Linked DNA regions of Anas platyrhynchos: regions 1 and 2 are each linked to region 3. Evidence: chromatin contacts called from public Hi-C data. All regions are on one chromosome and are shown on one strand. The core of a region is the stretch at or near the end of the contact, and the rest is flanking DNA. Distances in the headings are between cores, read along the strand shown. Region 1 overlaps WDR35 (WD repeat domain 35). Region 2 holds the start of LOC106015540. Region 3 holds the start of SDC1 (syndecan 1).

Evidence for each region. Hi-C and Micro-C count contacts between places; a contact is called where the count stands out from the background.
Region 1: a Hi-C map of subcutaneous adipose tissue shows a contact between it and region 3, with 3 times the contacts expected there. The contact joins the enhancer-like site here to the promoter of SDC1 in region 3. A contact is called at or near these places in 3 of 8 Hi-C or Micro-C datasets (F1 follicle, liver and subcutaneous adipose tissue).
Region 2: a contact with region 3 is called in a Hi-C map of subcutaneous adipose tissue, with 2.3 times the contacts expected there. The contact joins the promoter of LOC106015540 here to the promoter of SDC1 in region 3. A contact is called at or near these places in 6 of 8 Hi-C or Micro-C datasets (F1 follicle, F5 follicle, liver and 2 more).

What each region holds. Positions count from the first base shown.
Region 1 is chr3:110,497,784-110,502,105 of IASCAAS_PekinDuck_T2T, forward strand. WDR35 (WD repeat domain 35) reads right to left here. Exons shown (of 27, transcript XM_027455277.3): 11 at 2,843-2,903. Among named protein-coding and RNA genes, the nearest start is that of WDR35, 14 kb to the right of the region's middle. Within about 2 kb of position 1,303, at least 1 of the 8 cell types and tissues checked has an H3K27ac peak or open chromatin away from gene starts, as enhancers often do.
Region 2 is chr3:110,583,964-110,587,879 of IASCAAS_PekinDuck_T2T, forward strand. It overlaps LOC106015540, which reads right to left and starts at 1,700. Exons shown (of 12, transcript XM_072036479.1): 1 at 1,079-1,700. The coding sequence starts at 1,318.
Region 3 is chr3:110,723,463-110,727,901 of IASCAAS_PekinDuck_T2T, forward strand. SDC1 (syndecan 1) reads right to left here and starts at 1,950. Exons shown (of 5, transcript XM_027455302.3): 1 at 1,635-1,950. The coding sequence starts at 1,694.

The DNA.
Region 1 (4,322 bases), core at 53-2,552, 230 kb before region 3:
AAACAAAGGAAGAAAGATGCTTTGGACAAAATAAAGAGGAAAATGAGGTAGGGCTTTAAGGTGTAACCATCAATCAGTGTCTACAGAAAGAATAAGGACAAAGTAATAACCTTCCACCACATAATGACCGATTAATCCCTTTTAGCCACCATTAGCAAAAGTAAACATTAGGAAGGTAATGACATAATTAATAATTTATCAGAATAAAGGGAATAATCCGAGTTTTTGTTAGTCCTTCTTAAACTACTGGGTTTTGAGCCAAACAATGTAAGATTTGCATCTCCTGAGGACAAATCAAACATTACACACTGTCAGTTACCTTATCACTAGGAGATCACTTTTTGAAACAATTTAATAAGATATTATAAGAATTAACAATGCATACAAATTGTGTTTTAACACACATTCTCAGACACATAATTCAAATGCTTTGTCAGCTACTTAACATCCCTTGATTAGCAGTCTTTTTTTTCTCCACTATCAATTTCCTACCAAGTTGCAGCCCAAGAGTCCTGCAGGACACTGAAGACTCAAGGAGAAGTAAAATCTTTATGCTCAGTAGAGCATCAGGTGTTCACTATTTCAACAAGAGGCAGTCTGGAAAAGCCAAAGATACTTTCTGTTCAGTATGCAATAATCAACACAATCATAAAATATAGTTTAGACTCACAGGAGTCAAGAGCACTCACTTAAGAGGAGCAGTAAGTAAGCAGGAGCACAGAAATACCAAGTGGTCTGTTAAGGAACTTCCTATCACATGGGAAGGCATTTTTCACAAACATTTGTGAAAGATCAAATAAATCAAATTAAATAAGGTGTCAATATCAGCATTTTTAAACATATATGAAAGATGGTACTTATAATTTTTAAAGAAGAGCTCAAAACAAGTTAACAAATTATTTTCTGAACTAAAGGCAGAGATTTATTCCTTCATTAAAAAATGAAAAATTGTTTTGGAAAGAAAAGAAACAAGATTTTCACAGACAGCATATTTTTCACAAGTCAAAACCATCTCTCCAATAATCATGGGTAAGAGATATGTTAATTTTGTTTTCATAGCGCTTATATCTTATGAGTAATTATTCTCACCTGATGAAATAATTATAATTAATGTAAAAGCTGATTTTCTTCATTTATCGACAAGGTTATAATTATTTTCTTATAAGTTATGAACAAAGTGGGGAAAAAAACAGGGAGTTAAGTTACAGCCTTCAAAGTTGTGCAAGGTCTCTGCTCTATACTGTCCTTAACAAGGCAAGCCAGCTGCTTAAGTTCAGCACCCTGTCCAACTGGAACAATTATACCTTCTGCTACCAAGAAGCACTGTGACAAACAGTGCAGTATACTGTATGTGCAGACTTGGACTGCATACAAATACCTATATCGCGTAAGGTCAGTTTGTGCCAGGAAAATATTTCAAGTTGTTCCATAACGGAACAACAAAGGAAAGCAACTATGATAAAACCAACACAATGTCTTCTGAAAGCGTTTGAACTTACACTTTGGCTTTTCACTTTACCTTCAATCCCTTCTCTAAGTTTGGTGGGCTTACTTTTAAAGTCTTACAGGATGTATGTATTAAAAATAAAGTTGAATCTTTGGCTGTGGTTGCTATATGCAAATGAAAGACTTGCTTGTTACATCTGAACTACTGAAACTATAAAAATTCTTCAGGATTCCTCAAGAATGCAAATAGTCCTAACCTCAAGTATTTATCCTTCTGTGAGGATGAAGACTGTAAGGATTTTCACACATGAACTTACACTAGCAGAGAGCGTTGTCAGCCTATGTACTAAATCGTCTAACACCAGAGGGAACGGTAGCAGATTATGGACAACTTAATTAAGCTAAAGGAAAGAGAGAAGCTTCTTCCAGATTGTTTCATCTCCTCAGGAAAATTCAAATGCTGTTGCAACAACTGTAACTCTTAAGTGTCATTTCTCTAACTGTCTTCAACCACTGGAAAAGATTGTTTTGTAGAGATGGTTGTAGGAGACAGGTAGTAATGGGGGAAAACAAAGAAACTGCTACCTTAATTTTATTTATTGACATTATAAACAATCACAGATAGATTTAGAAAGCTCACATAAACAGAACACAAGAAAATTGAAAGTTTAAAAGCAGAGTTAGAGATGTACACACAAAGCTAATTTTAACTGTTTGAGTGGGATCATCTCATCTAATTTTAGATATCTCTGACAGAGAAGAGCTGGTTGCCCTGGGCTTCTTTGTATCCAATGCAGAGGGAACAGGCCTCTTTCAGGAATGATTCATGCAACTTATTTTAGATGACAGCTGTAAAATGAGTTAAAATGTGCCCTATGAGTCCCTAATTCCTCCTCCCCTCAGCCCAATCCCACCTGTCAAGGAAGTCCAGGAGACTAGTAAGCAATACAGACATCTTATGGGGCACAAGGGTGGGGAGACACCACACAACAACCCATGCACATCACCACCATATCCACTAACTTCAGTTCTCGGTTGTTTATTTTTTTCCAATCCATCCACTGTAAAATTTGTGTATTGAATTTCCTGAGCATTTTATTCCTGAAGATTCTGATGTAACACCACGCTTGTAAAAGGTGGCAAGAGGGAATCAAATTGATGTGACTAAAATTATCTTCTCATTTAGTGTCATCTCAATTATGAGACTAAAAAATACCACAGCATTTCATACCCATTCCATAGGACAAGGAAGTCATTTATCAGAGCAGAATACTTTACATTTTAATTACAGTCTACAATATAGGACATGAATTTTGCAATATGTGTATTTGACTCAAGGCTGATTTCCTCCTGCTATTACCAAAAAAATGAACAGTGAGTGTTGCAAATTGCTTACCAATATCAATATATTTTGGGTCCAAGGGAGTACCAATAGAATTACAGAGAACCAGCACATACTGTAGGGAAATAAACATAAGTATTATTAACAGCACATGTTTCTGTAAATTAGTAAGCTGTACAAGGCTGTCTGTGAAGGCATATCCCACATTTCACACAACCTAACACTGATCAGCAACACAAAACAGAAGGACTATGGCTGCAGTAAATACAAAGATGCTTACATGATAGTAGCGTGGTATTTGCCAATTAACACTATAAACAAAGCCAAGCACGAAGCAGGAAAACAACCAGCTGTTTTAAGCACAGGAGCAAGTCAATCAGACGACATACACTAGGTAGGATGTACCGCCAGTGGGGTCCACAGACAACGTGCTGGTGACACAGCCAGCCTCACTCCCTGCTCTGTGGAGCACACGCTGCACTGACATTATTTACTAGCATGAGCAATACACTAGCATTTATTCAGCAACTCAACTCTTGCCTAGCTGTATATGCAAAGGATAATCTGATAAACTGCAACCGGCCATCTCGCCAGCCCACAGAAGTAAGGGCTCTTGTTCTACTCTTAGTAGAACTTGACATTGAACCTCCAGAGGGCTGGATCATAAGGAGAACAGTGAGTAGGGCTATCCCTCCACCCAAATGTAACATAAGTGCTGAAAACTGACTGGTTTTGTTAGTTTTACCCCTCATGTAGTCCTGCTTTGGAAAGCTTTAAGTCAGCACAGGTATTTCAGACTGGTCTGTTAAACTTAAGTGGATGAAAATATGAAAAGTGCTTAGACACCAACACTCGTTGGTTGCTTCAATGTGCCAGTGCATGCATTTTTCCAGATATGAATCAAGGGATAAATAGCTTTATTATCATCACAATGGGAAATACAAACATTTTGAAAGGGAAACGTGGAAATTAAGTAGCAATTTCTACTGCAGACTCTAAATTCAAAAAACAGTGCTGCCAGAACTTGAATCACCTAAGAGCTGCCACTCTGACTCTCCAGGAAAAGGAAGATAATTAGCTGTTCATTAGCTCCTTTGCTATCTGGCCAATTCATGTAATTGTGTAATTGCTGTACAGTTTACCCTTTAAACTGCCAGATTAAAAGCTATCAATAATAAGAGAATAGCAGACTTTATAGAATTTAGGGTTTTGTCTACTATATAAACTATATTTTTTCAGAGAAAAAGATCTAAACAGGGAATTATTTTCATTAAATTCTATTTTTTTCCTGATAACAAAACCAGAAATATCCCTCAAAAATATTTTTTATTCCTTTGTCAAGTTAAACTTTCAGCCAGCATTCTGTTTTCCCTTTTCTGAAAAAATATATTGAGGCTCCACCTCTGTAGGAGGCCACAACTGGCTTTTTAACTGCTTACTGCTTGTTTCTACTACATTAACATAAATTGAATAAAGAGTGAATATTGGAGAGGAATTAATCTTTTATGCCCACTTTACTTATTTCTGAGACTCG
Region 2 (3,916 bases), core at 450-2,949, 140 kb before region 3:
CAATGATTATAAAACCATAATTAAATTGTTTCTGAAATCCTTCTTCATCCCTTGACACAGCTAGGTCTATGAGGACTGCTGTTTCATTTAATTGCTCTTCACTAATTCAAGGATGTGTATGCTGTCAGGCCGAGGTTCTGCTCACAGTGATGAAAAACCAAAAAAATAAAAAATAAAAATAAAAAATTGAATTTCTATGGCAAAGTAATAAACCCCTGAAAACTAGTGTTATGATGGGAAGCCTGACACATTTGAAGTCATGAAGAACAAAACCACTTATTTTATAGCCCACCTAAAAAAAAAAGCCTTGCAAATTCATTTTGTTTTGCCTATCTCAGAAGAAAAAGATAGAAGATATAGTAACAGGTACAAGTGTTGGAAATGCTTGATGTATTCATTTTAAATAGACTTACTTCTGCTCAGTGTGTTCTCCTGAGAACTTACCTTGCTTTCCATACCGCAATATCCCAGTGTGTGATTTTTTTTTTGGTAATTTTTGCTTCGATTTTCTGCTGCTTGCAGCAAGTCAAAGAGACACAGCCAACCGTGACAATGTCATACGGAAACTTCATCACAGCACATCGCATCAAACCCTCAACGTACACGCAGCAAGGTGGTCATCAATGGCCAGCGGTCATTAATGCACCTTGCATCTACTACCATGTATTAATGCAGTCGTAATGAAGCTCTGATTGAGAGTAAAGGCAAATAATTAGTATTCTTTATTAACAACAGGGCAGAGGGACTCTGCCGATGTCCTCCGTCGCGCTGTGGCGGGCATTATCTGGAGTTTCTTAATTCTTTGCAGGAGGGATGAAGCCCGTGTGGAGCCAGACAGGCGGGCAGCACCCCGGGGTGCTGCACCCGGAGCTGAGGGGGGAGCTCGGTGGGGAGCTCGGTGCCCCCCAGGGGAGCTTCTCCTGCCCCAGGGGGGCTTCTCTCTCCCCAGGGGAGCTTCTCCTGCCCCGGGGGTCTCTGGATGAACCCCAGCCCCCCAAAGGGATGAGTCGAGAGGGAAAGCTGCCGGAGGGGGGTGCCGCCGGGCAGCACGCTTCATGCCCCCCTCCACCTCCCTTACCTGCGCCGAGCTCCTCGCATCCTCCCGCTGCTGTCTGGGCTCTTCCTCCTCCTCCTCCTCTTCCTCCTCCTCCTCCTTCTCCTCGGTGGCTGGGCCTCGGCGCAGCCCCCTGCGGAGCAGCAGCGCCGCCGCCGCCGCCCCCAGGGCCAGCAGCGGCCAGAGCAGGGCGGGCAGGGCGGCCATGGGGCCCCGGCCCTCCGCCAGCCCCGGCTCCTCGGCGCCCAGCGCCGGCACCAGCATGGCCCCCGGCACGGCTCCCCGCCGGGCAGCCGGAGCCCAGCAGGCTGAAAGGGAGCCGGGCTGCGGCCCCTGGCCCCGGTGGAAGGGGCTGGAAGCCGGGGAGCGTGTGTTGGAGGGGCTGGGGTGGGTGGGGGAAGGAGGTCGCCGCGCGGAATTAATCTCGTCTGAGGGAAATAAATGGCAGGCGACGGTCCCGGCAGATGTGTCGCTTGGTCTCGTTATCGAGCAGCCTCCCCGTGATGGTTACGAGAGATGATGAGTTCTCATCTAGCAGCGATCCTCAGAGAAATAAACGCTTATTACGGCTACGCAGAGTGCCTCAAACCGCACGCCTCTCTGCTTTGCTCCGAGGAGAAATTTCTCCACACGCCTGATGTGTAAATGCGGGCGATAGTCTCAGAAAGTCGCGTTTTTCAAGGTGGCAGAGCTGCTTTTAAAGTGACAAGTTGTATTTTGTCTTGGCCAAGCTAAAGGGACGGCTCCTGAGGGCTAAGAAGTGAACAGCACGGGGGGAACACGATGAGCCCCTACCTCGAAGCGTGTCTCTGAGCCTGGCCTACACAAGAAGACAGTAGTTAAATCTTATTTACGTAGAACAGCATAAAAAGCTGCATTCGTTGCATCCAGCACAGAGAAGAAGTTAAAAAGGGAATGGCTTTTCTCTGTCATAGCTTTATTTCACAGCTGTTTTTTTTTCCCCACAGATTTCTGTCTCCTGAGCACTGCTCCATGCTCAGACTGACCCTGGCAAACGGTCAGCCCAACGTGTACCAGTGCAAGGAAGCAAGAGGGGAAAGCTCGTTAGTGACCCTTCCATTGAATTATCCATGCCTCAGGGAAGAAAGACTAAATATTTGCGTGTCCTGGGTCTAATTCTTGTTGGTTCTGAGCAGGTTTAGGTTTTAAAAGTGCACCACAGAATGCTTTGGGTTGGAAGGGACCTTAAAGATCTTCCAGTTCCAACTGCCCTGCCATGGGCAGGGACACTTCCCACTGGAAGGTGGAGAAGGTGTTATGGGAAGAAGAAAAGGGAATTTCTCCTTTCTATGGGAAGAAAGGAGAAATACTAAATGCACAGGAAAGGGACACAGGGGTATGGTGGTACTTGAAGGACTATTGTTGGGATTGGAAGGTCCCATTTAAACATGGATCCCCCAGATTACCTGTCCTCTGACTGCCTCTCTCGTCCTGCTGATCTCAAGTCTGGTGTTCAGCACTGACTGATATCACAGTCTGAAGCCTCCAAAATGTCAGTTTTTCTATTCCTAGCCCCAATACTGATATCTTACAGGAATATACCTATCTTGTACCTGTCTGGAGCCATAAAATGATGACTGAGCAGTCCTGCGCAAAGCCGCCCGAGATGGGGTCTTCCTCTGAAGTGAAAAGCTGGGAGTTAAATTATTACTTTTATGACATTTTAATTTGATATTTGTTTTTTAATGTTATGCTGTCTTGATCTCTCTGTTCCTAAAATGAATCTGTGTATCTTCAGATCTGAACTATTACAAAGCATACAATCTATACCTCAGATCATAAATAAATATCATTATTCTAGTGCATGTAAAGTAATTATTTTTTCTTTTTGGCAGGGAAATGTAAACTGAAAGACCATTTCAGGACTCAGCATTGCTTAATTGACTGTGAGATTACTGCCTTGCACTATTTCTTTCTATTTTTTTTCCCCACAAAATAAAGACAATTACTGTGGCTGGCCTGCAATTGCATTTATCATCAAAGAAAAGCATCACCATATTAGATCTTTTTCTAATATTAATATGGGCTTATCTGACAGCATCTCCCTTACAGCATTGGTCTATGAAAATAGCACAAGTTATCATGATGCCATGTTATATGGAAAGCCTGAAATTTTATTGCAAGCCCAAGAAAATATTTTTCTATTTAGGCATGACTGAAACTAATGGCAAAAGTCTGATAGGAAGTTATTCTCCACTCAGGCTCAGAAAGGCAGCCCAATAATCAGGAGCCGGAACCACCTATTTGTCACAAATCAAACAGCACTGCCGTACACTGGTAAAATAGATTCACTCCTCAGTGCCTGATGGACCATATTTGAATCTGCCTGGTTATGCATGTGGAGTTAGTCTTTTGAGGCGCTGAAATGATTAAGGCAGGCTTTGGGACTTTTTCTGTGTCTATCTAGTCTTGTGATAAAAGAGATTACAATTAAAAAAAAAAAAAAAAAGCAAAAGTGTTGTTTTGAGCAAGAGTTTTCATTCTACAAAAAGCAGAGTTTTCTAGCCAAAATTAAAACATATACTTTTATTTCTATTTTTAATTTTTATTGTATATTGAAAAAAATGAAAAATTGTGGAGAAAAAAGAAAAGAACAAGGAACAAAATTATTTTAATAATATTTCATAGAAATTACAAGATCTTGGCTTAGTGTGTTTGCAAGAGACTTAAGGATTCACCCAATGTAGCTAAGAGAAGTGCCCTGAACATCTGCAGGCTCACTCATGTTTAATCAACAGCACCAGATGAGATGGAAAAATGAGTGATTTCAAACAAGGCAGAGATGTACAGAGGAAGCTTTTAAACTGACTCAGCAAAAACACCTTCTGAGGGGCAGCAAGA
Region 3 (4,439 bases), core at 700-3,199:
CCTGCTGCTTAGTTAAGTCCTGCAGTAATAGCCAAGGGTCAAGCCATGTGCCAGAGGCAGTGGGACACCCTCCTATAACCAACCACCAAGAGCCCAGCACACCCACACCAGCACCCTTAATGCCGTGACCTGCCACATGCAAAGGGCTGCGTAAGGTCACTCTGCTTTCTCCACTCAACACCCAGCACAGCCACTTGATGCTAAAGCCTAATTGCTCCAGCTGGGTGGGAAAGGCAGCCTCATCTGTGTCACTGACATTTCGACATGGGAAGGCGGCCACGTGATGCCCAGGAGGGAACCAGCCTCAGCGCTGAGTCACCACCGAGAGAGCCCCGAGGACTCCTCTTGCTCACCAGGACCTCCCTCAACCTGAAGCATCAGCCAGGCCGTCTCCCCACGCACAGGAAAACTCCAGACGAGCGTTCACTGCATGCCTTTACCATTTCTAATAAGAAACATTTATCACTGGGTAATTTTATCCAAACGCGCTGCAGAGGCTGCAAGTAAACTGCAGTTTTTCCACGTTATTCATTAGCAAGCTCGTTCAGCAGTGACGAGCAGAGCCCTCTCCCCACGAGGCAGGGCTGATTACGCTCACGTGCTTGTCATTTTTGGCCACCTCACGGACTAACTACTCAGGACCATGTGTGCTAGCCGGCTGGATGGCCACATCTACGGGCAGAGCTCACAGGCAGGACAGCACAGCAAAACCGCAGGTATTTTGAGCGGCCTCGGTCCTGCTGTGCACTTTGTTCTGCCACTCCTTATCCAACTACCGCTGCAGATCGTCTCCAGACCAGTTTCAAATCAATTACACCTTTTCTGAACGAAATAAAATAAAAAAGGGAAGCGTGCTTTGATTCGCGTGCTCCTGCCCACGCGAAGCCTCAGGTTCTGCTTGCTCCCCGCTGCTCGGCGGGGCTGAGGGCTCCCAAACGATGCATGCGAGCACCTGGGGAGCGAGCACCCTTCACGGTGCGAGGAAAGGGTGGCTGTGTGCCCCTCGGGGGGTGCCAAGCAGGGCTCCCACCCCTCACAAACCACCCGGAGAGCTCCCACACGAGGAGCTGAGGCTGCTGCGGCCAGAGCCCCGCCGGGCAGCGCCGGGCCAGCCGTCCTCTCCTCTAGTCGCGGATGACATCTGGCGGCTGCTGCTGCGGCAGGGAGCCGGGGCTTTCCGAGGCTGCAGCCCCACCGGGCCTCCTCCCCCCCGAGCTGCCCGGGGCACGGAGCCCCTCCTGGAGCTCCGGAGTTGGGAGGAAGAGCACAGCGAGCCGGGGACGGCCCCAGGAGGCTCCGGATCCCCAGCAGGACACCGCCACCCGCTGCCCGGGCCAGAAAGAGGTCCACAAAGGGACCTCCCAAACCACAAAGAGCCCGATGCGAGGCTCACCCCCAGCCCCGAGAGCCCAAGGGGGGAGCCAGCGGGTGGCCGCGGCGTGCTCGGAGCCTCGCAGCGGGGCGGAGCCGCCGGCAGGTCGGGAGCAGCAGCAGCAGCAGCAGCAGCGGGGCTGCTTTGAATTAAGGCTCCCGCCAGCACAAAAGGCCATTGAATCCCCTCCCAAAGCAGCAGCCCGGCCCGGCCGGCCGAGGCAGCGCCCCCCAGCCCCGCAGCCCCCCGCCGCCGGGCTCACCGGGAGGGCAGCAGCGTGCAGGCAGAGCGCCAGCAGCCACACGGCCGCCGCGCCGATCATCCTTCCTCCTCGGGCTCGGCACTGCCCTTTCCTCTCGGAGTACGCTCGAAGAAAGACCTGCCGGTTTTCACTCTTCAATATTTTTCTTTTTTTCCTTTTTTTTTTTTTTTTCCTTCTTTTTCTCCTCTCACCCTCCCTTCCCCAGCCGCTCTCGTGCTCTCTCTGCGGCGGCGAGGAGTTGAACTCTGTCTTTTAATGAACCCACTGCAACAACCTTCACCTTACGGCCACCCCCCGGCCGGCTCCGCCTCCCCTCGGCTCCCCTCCCCTCGGCTCCCCGCGCCGGCCCCAGCCCAGCCCAGCCCAGCCCTGCCCCGGCCCGGCTCGGCCCGGCCCGGCCCGGCGCTGCCCGCCCCCGCGCTACCTGCGCCGCCAGCCCCCGGCCGCCCTCCGCCGGTCCCCCCCCATCCCGGAGCCTCCGCTCCCCTCGCATCGCCCTTCCCCGATTTCCTCCGCCGCCGCCGTGCTTCCTTCCTCCTGGCTAAAAATAAGGAGAAGTTTGAAAGCCCTCCCTTCCCTTCCCGCGGTGGGAACGATGCTATTGTGCCCCTTCACCCCCCTTTCTGTTTTTCTGTGTTTTGTTTTTTTTTCCCCTGAAAAAAGAAGTGGGGATTGGGTCGTGCTGCTGCTGCTGTTGGGACAGGGTTTCCAAAGGGGTAAAATGGGGTTAAAAAAATGCTGCTTTGGGTCTGCGGCATGAAGGGCTGCTTTCAAAGAAGCCCCTTCCTGCCTGGCCGTGCAGAGTTACAAGCAAGTTGCGCGCTCTCCTGTGCTCTTTGCACGTCTCGCTGTTGATCGTGCAAGCAGAGCAGGCAATAACCCTGCACAAAATACAGCACGGGCCGAGTTTTATTACCCCGCTCTCACGGCCGGGGCTGCAGTTCCTGTTTGCTCCCAGTCCATTCAGTTGTCGGGTTGTTTTTCTTTTTGCCTTTGTGTGTGTGTGCCAGCACACGCTGGAGTGTTGGCTATAAACAATGCAAGCAAATGTCTGCACAGACTTTAAAAAAAAAAAAAAAAAAAAAAGGAATGAATTAAAAACACTTTTTAAGAGCTAATAGTGCTGTTGGGAGTGCACACTGGTGGCACTGTCAATGGGCACCGCGTGCCTGTGGGGTGGCCGGGATGGAGGAGGGACGCGGCCAAGCTAGTGGCCATGGGGCTGTGCTGTCCTAGGACGAATGGGGGGTGGGCACACAAAAAAGAGCTGCAATCAGCGCTTCTGGTGTCTCTCAGGGCCCTCAGGCGGGTGTTGGAAGGGGACCGCCAACCTCTGCCAGACTGAGGATCCCTTTCCGCAGCTGTGGCCCAAAGGCTAATAGACCTAATTGGATATTCAATGTGGCTAAAACTCTCATGATTTTATCACGTGTCTTTAATTAGCTCGCTTTCTTTCCCTCTCTCTTATATTGCTCATGCAGCGTTCCTCGGAACAGCCCCTGCCATGCCGCCTTTCCCTCAGCGGGGCCGCGGCCGCCATGTTCCGCTCTCCCATACTGGGGCTGCGGGGGAGAAGATGGCGCCGCTGTGGCTTTGTGGCCAAGATGGCCACAGGGCATGAGGCGGTGGGGCAGAAAGGCAAGGTGGGGTGGGGAGAGGAGGCAAAATAAAAACTATGGGGGCATGTGGGTGCCCGGCAGGGCAGAGGGGTGATGGAGGCTGACAGATGTCTGGAGCTGGTGGCACCCAGAAGTGCAGCACTGGTGAGGTGGGCTCCACGTGCGGGTGGTGAAGTCCAAGCAAGGGGACATCCCAGCTGCGATGGTGTGACTGGCAATTAGCATTCAGCTCCTCATCACCCTTCTCGGCTATTTTGGTGTGGCAGAGGCCACTTTGTCCGGGCTGTATCCAGTGCTGGAAGCTTTCGGACATGGAGGAAACGCTGCCATGAGGGCTGCCTCCGTGAGCTGCGCAGAGGCGCTGGCAGGGCCTCGCGACATATGGATTTCATGCGAGTGTGTGCACGTGTGTGTTCGGGGAGATGGGAGATCAAATAGCACTGTGGTACTGCTTGCTGGATTTGCTAGAAAACATTTAAAGCTTGATTGGGATGTTCTGGTCAGGATCTGTGAATGGGGTAAGGGGAAGAACAATGCTGTGTTTGGGAGCCAAGTGTTTTCAGTGACATTCCCGTGCCCTCTGCTTGATCATTGAAGCATGCTAAGTATTGTGGTTTCAGTCAAAAGAGCTCCATGCTGAAAAGCCAGATGAGACTTGTATGGAAAGGAGTTTCTTGGCAGCCCCGCACTCAGGGGATGATACGAGTTGGTTGTCTCTGCCCAGTACAGTGGAGCTGTGGGGATTTCCCAGAAATGGATCAAGGGCTTCCAGCAGCGTAGCCCAATTGAACTCGGCCTCCCCGGGGACAAGGGGCTGGTTTGAACTGTGTCCTGCCATGGGAAGAGGGGAAGCACAGCCGGGGGACGAACCCAGCCTGCTGCTTCCGGAGGCAAGGGGGGGAGCTGGGATGGCGACTTGCTGTTGGGCAACCACCATCATTCTTCACAGTGTTCTGCAGCAGAGGCCATCATATCTTATTCCCTGTGAATGTGAGCATCATGCAGCAGTGGGAGCTGCCTGCCTGGCTTTCCAGGTGCTGGACCTATCTACAGCAGCATGAGGTGGTGGCCGCTTTCACCGTGTGTCTTCACCGAGTGTGACCAGATGGACTTGGGTTAGAAAAAGCTGAGTTCCTCAACAAGGTCTGGAGGACCTTGTGGTCACACATCACATCTCAGTGACTTC